Linked DNA regions of Triticum aestivum: region 1 is linked to region 2. A link is a contact called in public Hi-C data. All regions are on one chromosome and are shown on one strand. Each heading gives the region's core, a stretch centred on a gene start, on an enhancer-like site or on the middle of the called end of the contact. The rest is flanking DNA. Distances are from core to core; before and after follow the strand shown.

Region 1 (6,375 bases), core at 3,305-5,804, 450 kb after region 2:
TGTCCGAATACCATCGTCCTATATGTCAATTTTTACCTCTCGACCATTTCGTGACTCCTTGTCATGTCCGTGATTTCATCCGAGACTCTGAACAACATTCATTCACCAAATCACATAACTCATATAATACTTTGTCATCATCGAACGTTAAGCGTGCGGACCCTACGGGTTCGAGAACTATGTAGACATGACTGAGACACCACTCCAGTAATAACCAATAGCGAAACCTGGATGCTCATATTGGATCCTACATAGTCTACGAAGATCTTTATCTGTCGAACCGTTATGACAACATACATTATTCCCTTCGTCCATCGGTATGTTACTTGCCCGAGATTCGATCGTCGGTATCCACATACCTAGTTCAATCTCGTTACCGACAAGTCTCTTTACTCGTTCTGTAATACATCACCTCGCGACTAACTCCTTAGTCATTTGCTTGCAAGCTTATGATGTGTATTACCGAGAGGGCCCAGAGATACCTCTCCGATACTCAGACTGATAAATCCTAATCTCGATCTATGCTAACCCAACAAACACCTTCGGAGATACCTGTAGATCATCTTTATGATCACCCAGTTACGTTGTGACGTTTGATAGCACAAAAGGCTTTCCTCCGGTATTCGGTAGTTGCATAATCTCATAGTCGAAGGAATATGTATTTCACATGAAGAAAGTAATAGCAATAAAACTTAACGATCAATATGCTAAGCTAACGGATGGGTCTTGTCCATCACATCATTCTCCTAATGATGTGATCCCGTTATATCAAATGACAACACATGTCTATGGTTAGGAAACTTAATCATCTTTGATTAACGAGCTAGTCTAGTAGAGGCTTACTAGGGACACGGTGTTTTATCTATGTATCCACACATGTATCAAGTTTCCGGTTAATACAATTCTAGCATGAATAATAAACATTTATCATGAATAAGGAAATATAAAATAACAACTTTATTATTGCCTCTAGGGCATATTTCTTCAGAACAATGGTGGATGATAGATCGACCACTGATCTTTGTTGAGTTGTGAGCCGGGGGTCCCCTAGCAGTAGAAGCGAGCAGGCATCAACCCGACACCAACCCTCCGCCCCGCCCCAATCAAAATCTCATTTCCCCTCGCCCCCACCTTTTCTCTTCTTCCTTGCCCGCGATTCTCCCCACTTCCTTCACCCCAATTCCCTCACGCCACCGCCACCAAGAACCATCAGGGTTGCAATGAGCGAAGATCTCCTACGACCCTTGCCTAGGAATCCCACTGATCCGCTCGCCCAGGATTCCACCAATCCCTTCCCTCTTTGACTGAAGGATTTTCATAAGAAATTTAGTGGATTGGAATCCTTAGGAATTTTACCTCTTGATCGGGTTGTAAGATTGAACACCAGAAGCTTTTCGAAAGATTCCTATAGAAAATTGAGCATCCACACAATTATTTTTTAATTATTTTTATTTTCCCCTGATACTATCAACCAAATCAAAATCAAATCATGTTAGATTAAAATGAGCAATAACATTAGAATCCTATGTTTTGGATTCCTGCAAATAAAAAGGTTAAGGATTTGTGCTTTCAATTTGTGTATAAGAATAAGATGGTTTCTCACTCGTTCTAGTATGAGGAGAATATCGTAACACCCACAACACCGTAATATCTGAAAACGCAACTCAATATATTAGTACTAAAAACACAACATCAAAATATTTGGCCCGCACAACTTTTCCTCCAATTCATCATAATCCAACGACGATAATCCCATTGTCCATTCCACAAACAAACCACAAATAAGAACATCCACACTAGAAAATTAACCTTGGTATGCAGAACAGGCTGATGCACAGGTACAGGAGCATCTCCAACATGAATGTTGACCATGGTGGTTTGCCTAGATTCTTTTTGACTGCCCTTGATTTGTATTGACCAATCAGATAGAACCAACACAATCCACAAGACTCATGAACTAACTGTGGTTGGATGGTTAGGAAGACTGCGATATCCCCGTCGGAGTTCAAGTTCTAGACTTGACATTAAGAGCATCTCCAACAGCCGCGCTAAAGCGCCGCGCGCAAAAAACCTGTTAGCGCGCGCGCTGCGGCTGGTTTTGCGCGCCCGCCTGCGCTGGCTCCAGCAGCGGCGCTATAATGCAGCGCGCGCGCGCCGCTCCAGCAGGGCGCAAAAATACAGCGCGCGCGCCGCACAAACCACATGTACATTTCAAAGAAGATGAGCAAAAATGATCAAACAAACAAAATAAAAATCAATAACAAATAGTTCAAAATAAATCATTACAACTCAAACAAATAGTTTATTGTTCAGTACAACAACAAATAGTTCAAAATAAATTATTACAACACAACAAATAGTTCATGAACAATACAATGTCGAGTGCAGATATCATCATGCTCTTTGCCGTCCATGCCATGCCCACCACTCTTCAATTAGATCATTCTGAAGTTCCTTGTGCGTTGCGGGACGCCGAATGGCATGATAGGAGGCAACAAAACGGGCTACCCTTTCAGCCCTCCGCCGCACTCGCACGGGATGTCCCAAGAGCTCATACTGTGAGTAGTCTAAATCTTGGCCACGCTCATTCTCGATGATCATGTTGTGCATGATCACACAAGCGTGCATGATGTACCAAAGCATTTTTTGATCCCAAAATCTTGCCGGTCCTCTCACAATAGCAAATTGGGCTTGCAAAATCCCAAATGCTCTCTCCACATCTTTTCTAGCCGCCGCCTGAGCATTGTGGAAATCAAGATTTTTCTTACCTTCCGGTTTTTTCAACGGCTTCACGAAGGTTTGCCACTTTGGATAGATGCCATCCGCTAGATAATAGCCATAGTTGTACGTACGGCCATTTGCTACAAACTGCACAGGTGGCAACTCACCGTTTGCAATCTTATTCATCAGTGGTGACCGGTTGACAACATTGATATCATTCAAAGATCCAGGCATTCCAAAGAATGCATGCCAAATCCAAGTCTCCTGATCGGCCACCGCTTCAAGGATTATAGTGGAACCCTTTTTTTGGCCGTGGAATTGCCCATGCCATGCCTTTGGACAATTCTTCCAACTCCAATGCATGCAATCTATTGAGCCAAGCATGCCAGGAAAGCCGCGCGCTTTGTTCATCGCCAATAGCCTTGCGGCGTCTTCAGCAGTGGGAGATCTCAAATACTCCTCGCCAAACACTTGCACAATTCCCACTGCAAAGCGCTTGACACACATGATGGCTTGGCTCTCACCCATAGCCAAATGATCATCAACTAGATCAGCCGGGATACCGTATGCCAACATACGCAAAGCGGCTGTCACCTTCAGAAAAGTGCTATGCCCGAGCTCTCCGGCGGCATTCCTCCTTTGCTGGAAAAACCGGTCATGGCTCGCTAGTTTCTCTGCAATGCGCCTGAACAAGTCGGTGCTCATCCTAAACCGGCGACGAAAATACGACTCCGGGTATGTGGGATTCTCCACGAAATAGTTCTTCATCAATCTGTTATGGGCATCAATCCTATCTCTCCAAATTTTCTCCCGACCCATAACCGAACCACCGTGCTTCGGTTTTTTATTGATATGCATAGCTACGATCATTGCAAGATCCTCCTCCTCTTCCATATCAAATTCTTCTTCGGAAGAATCATACGACGAACTCATCTACAATGTTCAATACTATACTATAAAAACTACAATTCAAAACATGCACCAAATTCATGAAGTTTGAGCAATACATACCTTGTAGGCGTTTTGTCAAACACCTTGCGGGCGCGGCGCGGCAGCGAGCGCTCGGGCGCTGTTCCTCGGACGACGGAGGCGCGCGGGCGCCGGCGGTACTAGGAGGGGATGGGCGGAAGCGCGGGCGCGCGGGGATAGGCCGGGGAAGCCTGAGACGGTCGCCGGGGTGCGCGGGCGGCGGTGGCGGCGCGGCCGGTCGGGGGTGGAAGCGCGAGAGGAAGAGCGGGCGCGAGCGCTCGAGTGTGCCGCGCGCCGTTGTGGGCGCCCGAAATACGGTGCGCGGGTAATTGTTTTTGACCGCGCGCCCAACCTGTTTTAGCGCGCGCGCCGTTTTTGCGCGCCCGCTGGAGCGACCTGACGCGTTGCGCGCGCGCTAAAACGACCTATTTTGCGGCGCGGCGCTAGTTTAGCGCGGCTGTTGGAGATGCTCTAATGATTGGATTTTTCTGCATTTATTTCAAGCTTTTCGGCGATGTATGTTCAGTGGGAGGTGGTGTTCCCATCAACTATGAAGACGTCTGTGATGATTCGTTAATCTCAAAATAATGTGTCGATTTAATCTTTCGAAAATGCTCATAGGGTAGGCCGTGGGTACATATGACTTTCAGAGAGGCGAGTGTATGAGCGCCACGAGACTCAAATTTCGTTGCAATTGTTTCCGAACAACTCTTGTACTGCCACAGCTGGATTTCGCGGTCAGCCGAGCCGCGTTTTCCATTCGAAAAAGTCGAGTCGTTGGCTCATCTTTGTGAGCTGTGGGTCCCTGGAGCAGTAGCAGGAGGAGGCGCCAACCGGACGCCAAAACCCCGCCCCCGCCCCAATCACACCCCCCTTTCCCCTCGCCGCCCCCACTTTTTTTCTCCCACTCCGCCCCCGATTCTCCCCAATCCCCTCTCGCCGCCGCCAGGAGGCAGCACCGGAATCGCGGCGACCGAAGATCCCCTCCGACCCGCGCCAAGGAATCCCGCCGATCCGCTCGCGCCTCCCGGATGGCCCTGCACCAGCACCACGCGGGGTCGGCGTCCGGGTCGGCGTCGGCGTCCAGCTCCAGCTCGGGGCTGCACCTGCCGGCCTCGCCCTTCGGGGACACCACCCACACCAAGCTCTTCGTCGGGGGCCTCGCCTGGGAGACCACCAGCGAGAGGCTCCGCCGCTTCTACGAGCGCTTCGGGGACATCCTCGAGGCCGTCGTCATCACCGACCGCCACTCCGGCCGCTCCAAAGGATACGGCTTCGTCAGTGCCCGCTCCTCCTCCTAATTCTGCTTCCACCTGTTAGTCTTTCTGGAAACGCTGTAGCAGTGCTGGATTGTTTACGACTTTCATGCTCGTCTCCGCAGGTGACGTTCCGCGATGCTGAGGCGGCCACCAAGGCCTGCGAGGAACCGTCGCCGGTCATCGATGGCAGGCGGGCCAACTGTAACCTGGCGTCGCTAGGGCGTGCCCAGCCTTCCACACCCCTCGGTATTATTCTCTTCTAATACTACCTATTTGGAATAGCTTGTACGCACGTTTTGAGGCCATTTCATCAAAGTAGTTACTATTGTTTGCAATTTAATGCAGCATAGTTGTTGCTTATTGATGTTGTCTTGTGCAATCTAAATCAATCAGTTCTACCACGAGTCTCCCTAACAAAAGTTGTAACATGACTAGTACATGAGTCCATGGTGCTTAGTGACTTACTCTGGAATTCAGTTAACCCTCATCATGTTGCAAAGTAAATCAAGAATTCAACTATGGGTAGGAAAGGGCTAGGGTTTGCTTATCAAAAGGTTGTTTATGTGGTAATAATAGTGTCCTTTCTATATGCATGTGTTCTAAAACATGCATTCTATATAGGGCGGCCAAGATCAGCTGGCTCCTACTTTGGTGTTCCCGTTCCAAGGGGCATTTATGTAGGGGGTTATGGTCAGCAACGACCACTTCCGATTGGATACTACCAGTACCAGGGATTCCCGGTTCCACAATACAGGTAAGATTATTTCCAGAACATACAGTACAACTTGTTTAAAAACGCAAGCTTTAAGAAAATTCAGTGGGTTGACGATGTAATGCTATCAAACTGGCATGTAAGACGAAGTATTTAGAAGTTCCATCTTGTCCCTAGATGTCTGTTCACGACTTTCATGTTCTTTTTAGGCCGATTCTTCACCATTTTTTAGTATAATTTGTTCATGTTTATACCCTTGAATTTGCAAAATTTAAATAGATTGCAATTCTTTTACTGGTTTTAACTACCAAGGTACTCCCTCTGTAAAGAAATATAAGAGCGTTTAGATCACTACTTTAGTGATCTAAATGCTCTTGTACTTTACGAGGGAGTACTTCATTTAATAAAGATGTAAACGATCAAATTAGAATTTAGAATGCAACCATCCTCTGCAAAGTATTTTGTCTAGTTTTTTTTCCCAATTCCCCATCACCATGTATCACTTGGGCACAAAAGTATGACCAGATGTATTTGATTTGCCCACGTTGTGTAGATTATGCATATGCTTGTCCCTCGTTAGCCATCTATCATCTGTCCCACTCCCCTCTTTCCCTTGTTCCTTTGAAAACGATCAAATTATCAAAACTGCTTGAGTTCATGGAGCAAAATATCACTGTTTGGAAGCCATAAGAAGTACATTCAGTTCATTTTCTT
Region 2 (7,010 bases), core at 3,698-6,197:
CATCTGCAGCATCTCATAGCAAGCAGGGTTTGGATGAAACTAAGTCACTCCCTGATCTTGTTGTGTTGGAGTCAGTGTAGTCGTCCAGATCTTGCTGGTTGAGAATGCACATATTCAAGAGATGCATGGTTAATGGATTTAGGTGCTCCATTCATGGTGATCACTTTAAAGCTAGGTTGCTTTGTCAATTATTATTTCCACCAGAGAGTGTTTCCACGAATCCTAAGCCCCACATATAGAACAGGCACCCGAACTGGCCATTTTACCATGCCGACGCACATCATTCGTAGGTAAAGAATGCAAAGCTAGGCGCCACTGGAAGAATCTCAGTTTCCCCAGGACATAAGTGTTCCAAAGTGATTTCCAAGTTTCCCCATCATATGAAGCGTTTGAAGACCATGTTCTCGCTTCCAGGCTTCCAGCAAATCGCTCAAAATTCCACGACCAAAAGTCGTCAATGTTTCTTGTGCATAGCAGAATCTGCAATACGGTGAGGCATCAACGCTCGTTTCATCAATAAGATCTGCCCAAATGTGGAGGGTCTGCTGCCAAAGAAACTATTGGTCGCGTGAGTTCTTTCAGTGGCAACCAATCGCGGTTCCAAATCTCAGTGGATAACTCATTACCAATTTCAACAAATAAGGTCTTTAACTAAAACATCCCTCCCCTCCAAGATAGCTCTCCACACTTGAGAATGGTGAGAACCATGTCATCAAAGAAAGATTAAAGAGCTCAAAATCTCTGAAACCGAGTCCCCCCATTGACTTAAATCAAGACATAGCATCCCACCAGACTCACACAGGTTTTCATTGGAAGAGCTGACATCATAAGGCATCCCCAAATATTTCTCTGTTACTGCCTACTCCCTCCATTCATAAATATAAGATGTTTTGGATATACTTCAATATAGACTACATACGAACTAAAATGAGTGAACAAATGCACTAAAACGTCTCTATATACATCCGATTCAGAAAAAAGTTGGGTGCTTGGATCCAAGGGACTTATTTTAGTCTGACTAAAAATAGTCTCTTTAAGAGGCTAAAGTTCCAGGCACCCCTGACTAAAGAGGGGCTAAAACTAGTCTTGAGACTAAAAAATTTTAGTCAAGGGTACCCCTACTAAAATGTGGATTAGTCCTCTCTCTCCTCATTTAACTCCTCTCCTTTAACACATGTGAGTTCTGGATTGGAGGGTTTGGAGGATAATAAATGCTCATTAACTTGATTTTAGTCTCTTTAGTATTTGGATCCAAGCATGGGTGAGAGGGTGCTTGGATACGTTTTAGTCCCATGACTAAAAGTAGTGGGACTAAAACTTGCTAGCCTCACCCATGCTTGGATCCAAATACTAGAGACTAAAATCAAGTTAATGAGCATTTATTATCCTCCAAACCCTCCAATCCAAAACTCGCATGTGTTAAAGGAGAGGAGTTAAATGAGGAGAGAGAGGACTAATCCACATTTTGGTAGGGGTACCCCTGACTAAAAGTTTTTAGTCTCAAGACTAGTTTTAGCCCCTCTTTAGTCAAGGGTGCTTGGAACTTTAGCCTCTTAAAGAGACTATTTTTAGTCAGACTAAAATAAGTCCCTTGGATCTAAGCACCCTCTGAGGCTAGCAAGTTTTAGTCCCACTACTTTTAGTCATGGGACTAAAATGTATCCAAGCACCCTCTAGAACATCTCATATTTGTGAGCGGAGGGAGTAGTAAATAACAATGTCTATGGCTTAGGCTTTATTTAGTACTAAAATAAAACTGGGCCAAGAAGACCCTTTAGTTCTGAAGAACCATATAGCACCGTGAGCCAACAAAGACCAGATATTTCCCTTTAAAAAAATACCAGACGTGTTTTTGAAATGTAAAAAGAAACATGTTTTCAGAATACGCGGTGCTCCAAACATGTAGAAAAATACAACAGCATACATACCTGGTGGAGCAATACAGATATCTCAGAATAATAATGTGATTTCGCCAATGATACATAGGAGTCAGTTTTGAGTTCCACCAGTGATAAATACGGACCATTTCCACCACACTAATGAAAGTTGATCTAGGACCTCCTAATGACGGAGAATAATAATACGGTGCTGCTAAGCAGCATAATGAAACTGTTGAAGAACTGGACAACCAACTTCATCAAGCTCAGAGTGCGGCTTTCGGTGAGCTGATGGTCGTCGCTTCACCAAGAGAGAGTCAATCAGACTTGCCCTCCTGTGCACCCACCTCCTGCAGATAGTGCTCTGCGTCCAAAGCAGCCATGCACCCTGTATATATTGGCGAGTTAGTTGTTTGGCGCAGAATTATATGCTCAGCAGGAGCCACTAAAGGTCAATTCCCAATAAATGGTGTCATCAGGCACCAGGCAGGGACAAAGGATTATATTGCAAGACTAAATCTTTCTTGGATAACACATCTAAACCTATTAACATGAGAAAAATGGGTTCAACTTATACAACCAATAGTACCATGTTAAGCATGGATCGACCAACATGAGAATCTGGCTAAAACACAAATGCCTAGTTAGACAAGGAAACCCTGTACCAAACAGATGAGTTCCACAGTAAGGATGCGGGTCTTCTGCCCACCATTGGTCATTGCAAGTGACGCATAGCATTAGTAACATGTGTCTCCAGTGACAGATATGATTACACAAAAACTCAAGTGGCAGATCCAATACTTAGCAAAGGAGCATCTACGATATTTTAAGGAAAAACTTTCTGTATATGAGTATTATTCAGGGCATACATTACCAGTACTACAAAAGTTTAATTACATCACAAACCTGAGAATCCTAGGCTGACAGACAAATATTTCTGGAACAGAACCTTACTATATTAACACAAAAGTGTTAACTTGATTGATTGAGTGCTACTACCATGAGGTGACCATAACATTCTGCAATCCCTCTCAGGAATTTTAGAGTAAGCCACAAGTGTATAGCCTGAAAGGGGATCTTCTAACCTAAATAGAGGGCACGCCCTTGTTTGTTACCACAAGTTTTAAGCACCTGAAACTAATTACATGAATATTTCCCTTGTATCCCCCCAACGGGAAGCTTCAAAATGGCACGACGGGGAAATTACACCCAGTTCAATAATTCCTCGGTCAGCTATGATTGGACACTAGTCAGATCATTTGTGACAGGCACTGCAGAAACTGCGGAACAGGGCATGCTTTGAGGGGAAACTAATGAAAACCCTGTTGAACTGATATTACATGTGTCATGTCCTAGAATGGGCATGTTTACAATCTGGAGCTGAAGGGGAGACTTTGCTGGCTGGAGCAACACGCCTGCAGGGGTATGTGCTGAAGCAACGTGAGAAGGATCAGGGGCTAATCAGAATCAAGCCCGACTGCAGTTCAACTGCAACTCCTGAGGGTGTGGCAAGAGCACCCATGTTTTGCAGTCCTGATGGGTGTTGTAATAGATGTTCATGCAGTTTGAACCTAGGTTTGATAAGCCAGGCAGGCGGCAAAACCCTGTAAGTTTTCATTCGTTCTGGTACATATTTTCTGCTTTCTTTTGGCTGTTAGACCCATGGTTTATTCAGTTACTGTAAAGTACTGGAGCCCTGCTACCAAGGTTACTCTTACGAAAAAGGAAACTGACTCCCATTACCCTTGCTTGGAAACAGTAAGGTGTCCCTAACTGTCAGCAGGTTTGGGCATCAACAGTCCAACATATCCCAGAATGTAGCGAACTAATTTTGAATACAATGTTGGAGTATAAATAATTAAACTCGTTTTTTTTTTCAAAACTCAAACAACACTTTCTATTGTCACTATAAAGACTAGTTCAAAGAAGCAATTGATCCCTAAGCATATGAATATATATAGTTACTAATTTATAGATTACCATATGTATACAAATTGATCACTAGCAACACTTATACAATCAATTCACATAGTGCTATGCTATAGTAATACCTGAACCAGCGGCAGTAATCGCCTGACGATACTTCTTATCCTGCACATCCCCAGCAGCAAACACCCCCTCCACACTGGTATGTGTAGAGCCCGGCTTGGTGGCCACATAGCCATCGGCATGGAGCTCAAGCTGCCCATTGAGAAACTTGGTGGCCGGCTCATGCCCGATGGCAAAGAAGAGCCCGGAGACCTGAAGGTCAGAGACCTGACCAGTCACCAAGTTCTTGACCTTGACCCCCGCTAATGGGCCACCGCCTGCGCCGCCGTAGGCCTCGACGACCTCGGAGTCCCAGACAACCTGGATCTTAGGATTGGAAAGCGCCCTGGCCTGCATAATCTTGGAGGCGCGGAAGGTGTTGCGCCGATGGATGATGTACACCTGGGATCCGTACTTGGTGAGGAAGTTGCCCTCCTCCATGGCGGAATCTCCGCCACCGATGACGGCGATGGGCTTGTTCCGGAAGATGGGCGCGGCACCGTCGCAGACGGCGCAGGCAGAGATGCCGCGGTTCCAGTAGGTGTCGGACCCGGGGAAGTGGAGGCGGCGCGCGACGGCGCCCGTGGCGACGACGACGGTGTCGGCGAGGACGGTGGTGGAGTCGGAGGTGACGCGGAAGGGGCGGGCGGAGAAGTCGACCTCGGTGACGGTCTCGGAGAGGATGTTGGTGCCGAAGCGGGCGGACTGGGCGCGGCAGTTGTCCATGAGGTCGATGCCCATGATGCCGGTGGGGAAGCCCGGGAAGTTCTCGACGTCGGTGGTGGTGGTGAGCTGGCCCCCCGCGGCGATGTCGTTGGCCATCCAGCCCTCGAAGAGCACGGGCTTGAGCTCCGCGCGGGCCGCGTATATGGCCGCCGTGTGCGCGGCCGGGCCGCTGCCGATGATGCACACGCGCGTGCGGAGCGGCGCCGGGACGGCGGATCCCTCCATGGCTGCTCGGCTTGGCTGCGGCGGCGGCGGCGGCGATTCAGGGTTTCGGGGGGATTGAAATGACTACTCGTGTCGTAGGTCAATGAATCTTACTAGTATACTCCGTGTGAGCCAACCGGCCAATCAATGACCGCAGTGAGACGGTTAGACCAGCAATCGTGACAGGCTGACAGCCCTCCCTTCGTGACTGGTCTTTTTTTCTTTAAGGTAAACGCTCCGCTTTATTTAATTAAGGTTCGAAATTTCATCCGCTATTACATCTAAAATAGAGTCTGGAGGCATCAAACGCCAAACATTGCTTATTTCATCTCCTACTCGTACCCTCGCGAGCTTATGTGCCGCCTTATTCGCCGAGCGTCGCACTCACGTAACCTTCGCTTCCTCAAATGAACTGATCATTTCTTTCACTTTCCAGATCCACGGTCTAACTCCGCTCAGGTTTCTGTCGGGGTCGTTAATCATATTCACAACCATTTGACAGTACAGCTCTAAGTGCATCTTCCTGACGTTGTATTCCGCAGCCATATGCAGTGCCTTCTTGGTTGTCAGGATCTCAGCTGCCTCCGCATCCGCGACCTGAGGGGAAAAAACACAGGCTCCCGCTCTATATGCTCCGTTCTGATCCCTGAGCACTACTCCTCCTCCTCCTTTTCCGCCACTTTTGGACATGGCTCCATCCGCTTGATCTTCATCCATCCTTCCTCCGGTGGTTCCCATCTTTGCTGCTCATCCACCTTGGGGATTTTAGGGACTGTAGGGTGTACCTCTTGCCATTCATGTACATGCATAAGAACAGTCTTCATGATCGCATGTGGCTCAGCAATCCTTTTGCCGTCTCTAGCGTCGTTTCTTGCCAGCCATAGACCGTACAGAGCTTGAACAAACAGCTGCTTCTCCTCCTCTGCAGCTCCCGCAAACCATCCAAGTAGCCAGTTCGACAGCTCACTCTGGGATCTAGTCATCTCTGGTGGGTTAGCCACCCTAGCTCCCGTTTCCGAGCGCAACAGCTGCCAAAAAAGTTATGAGTGTGGGCATGTCCAAAAGCGATGCAGTAATGTTTCCTCCCTTCCGCACGCCACGCAGAAGACCCCTGGTTTAATTCGTCGTCGGTGCAATTCCGAGCCCACCGCCAATCCATTCCTGAGCAGCCTCCATGCATGCACTTTGGCCTTCCCCGGTGCCTAAGTGTCCCAAAGGGACAGATAGCCTTTGTGTTTGCTAGTAGACGTTGAAGGTTCAGGCCGTCCTGACCTCAACTTGTTCATTGACATTCTAAGGTGGTAGGCTGACCTTACTGTAAACTTCCCATTCTTAGTGAAATTCCATGCAAGCCGATCTTGGCAGTTCGGTCCGCCTACCGCTATTTTCTTAATATCCTGCGCATCATCTGGTGTGAATAACGCATCCACCCTAGCCTCGTTCCAGTCCATACCATCAGGACGTAGAAGATCGCTGACCTTCGTGATACCCCAAGCAAAAGTTTGACCCAGCGGCTTCATACTTCCAGCTCTTGGGATCCAATTTTCGTGATGGATGTTGATCATTGTCCCATTGCCAATCCGCCACACCAGTCCTTCCCTCAAAAGATCTCTGCCATGAAGAATACTACGAAAAGTGAAAGATCCTGCCGATGGACATGTGGCCGACAGGATCGAATCATCAGGAAAATAACGAGCCTTTAGAACACGGGCACACAAGGATCCAGGCACTTGAAGAATTCTCCACACTTGTTTGGCAAGCAGAGCTTGGTTGAAAGCTTCCGGATCACGGAAACCCAGCCCCCCCTCCTTTTTTGTGTCGCACATCTTCTCCCAAGCAATCCAATGCACTTTCCGTTCATCATCCATTGCACCCCACCAGAATTTAGAAGAGATCGAGGTCAAATTCCGGCACATCTTCTTTGTGAGGTGGAAACAACTCATGGTGAACGTAGGTGTCGCTTGCAGGCCCGATTTTATAAGCACCTCCCTTGCCTTCATGGACAAGCCCTGCCCCTTCCATCCACTAACCTTGCCTTTTGAGCACTCTGTCACATATTTGAAAGTACCATCTTTTGACCTCCCAACCAGTGTTGGTAGGCCAAGGATTTCTCATTTAGAGCCTCCTCCTCTATCCCAATGTACTGTTTTAGCTCAGCCTTAGTTTCTTCTTGAC

What was found. Hi-C and Micro-C count contacts between places; a contact is called where the count stands out from the background.
Region 1: a contact with region 2 is called in a Hi-C map of leaf, with 5 times the contacts expected there. The contact joins the promoter of LOC123137987 here to the promoter of LOC123137985 in region 2. A contact is called at or near these places in 2 of 5 Hi-C or Micro-C datasets (both in leaf).

Annotation. Positions count from the first base shown.
Region 1 is chr6B:558,195,696-558,202,070 of IWGSC CS RefSeq v2.1, forward strand. It overlaps LOC123137987 (RNA-binding protein 24), which reads left to right and starts at 4,555. Exons shown (of 8, transcript XM_044557881.1): 1 at 4,555-4,967; 2 at 5,072-5,195; 3 at 5,571-5,703. The coding sequence starts at 4,722.
Region 2 is chr6B:557,747,449-557,754,458 of IWGSC CS RefSeq v2.1, forward strand. It overlaps LOC123137985 (thioredoxin reductase NTRB), which reads right to left and starts at 4,948. Exons shown (of 2, transcript XM_044557877.1): 1 at 3,929-4,948; 2 at 1,933-2,265. The coding sequence starts at 4,856. The coding sequence ends at 2,195.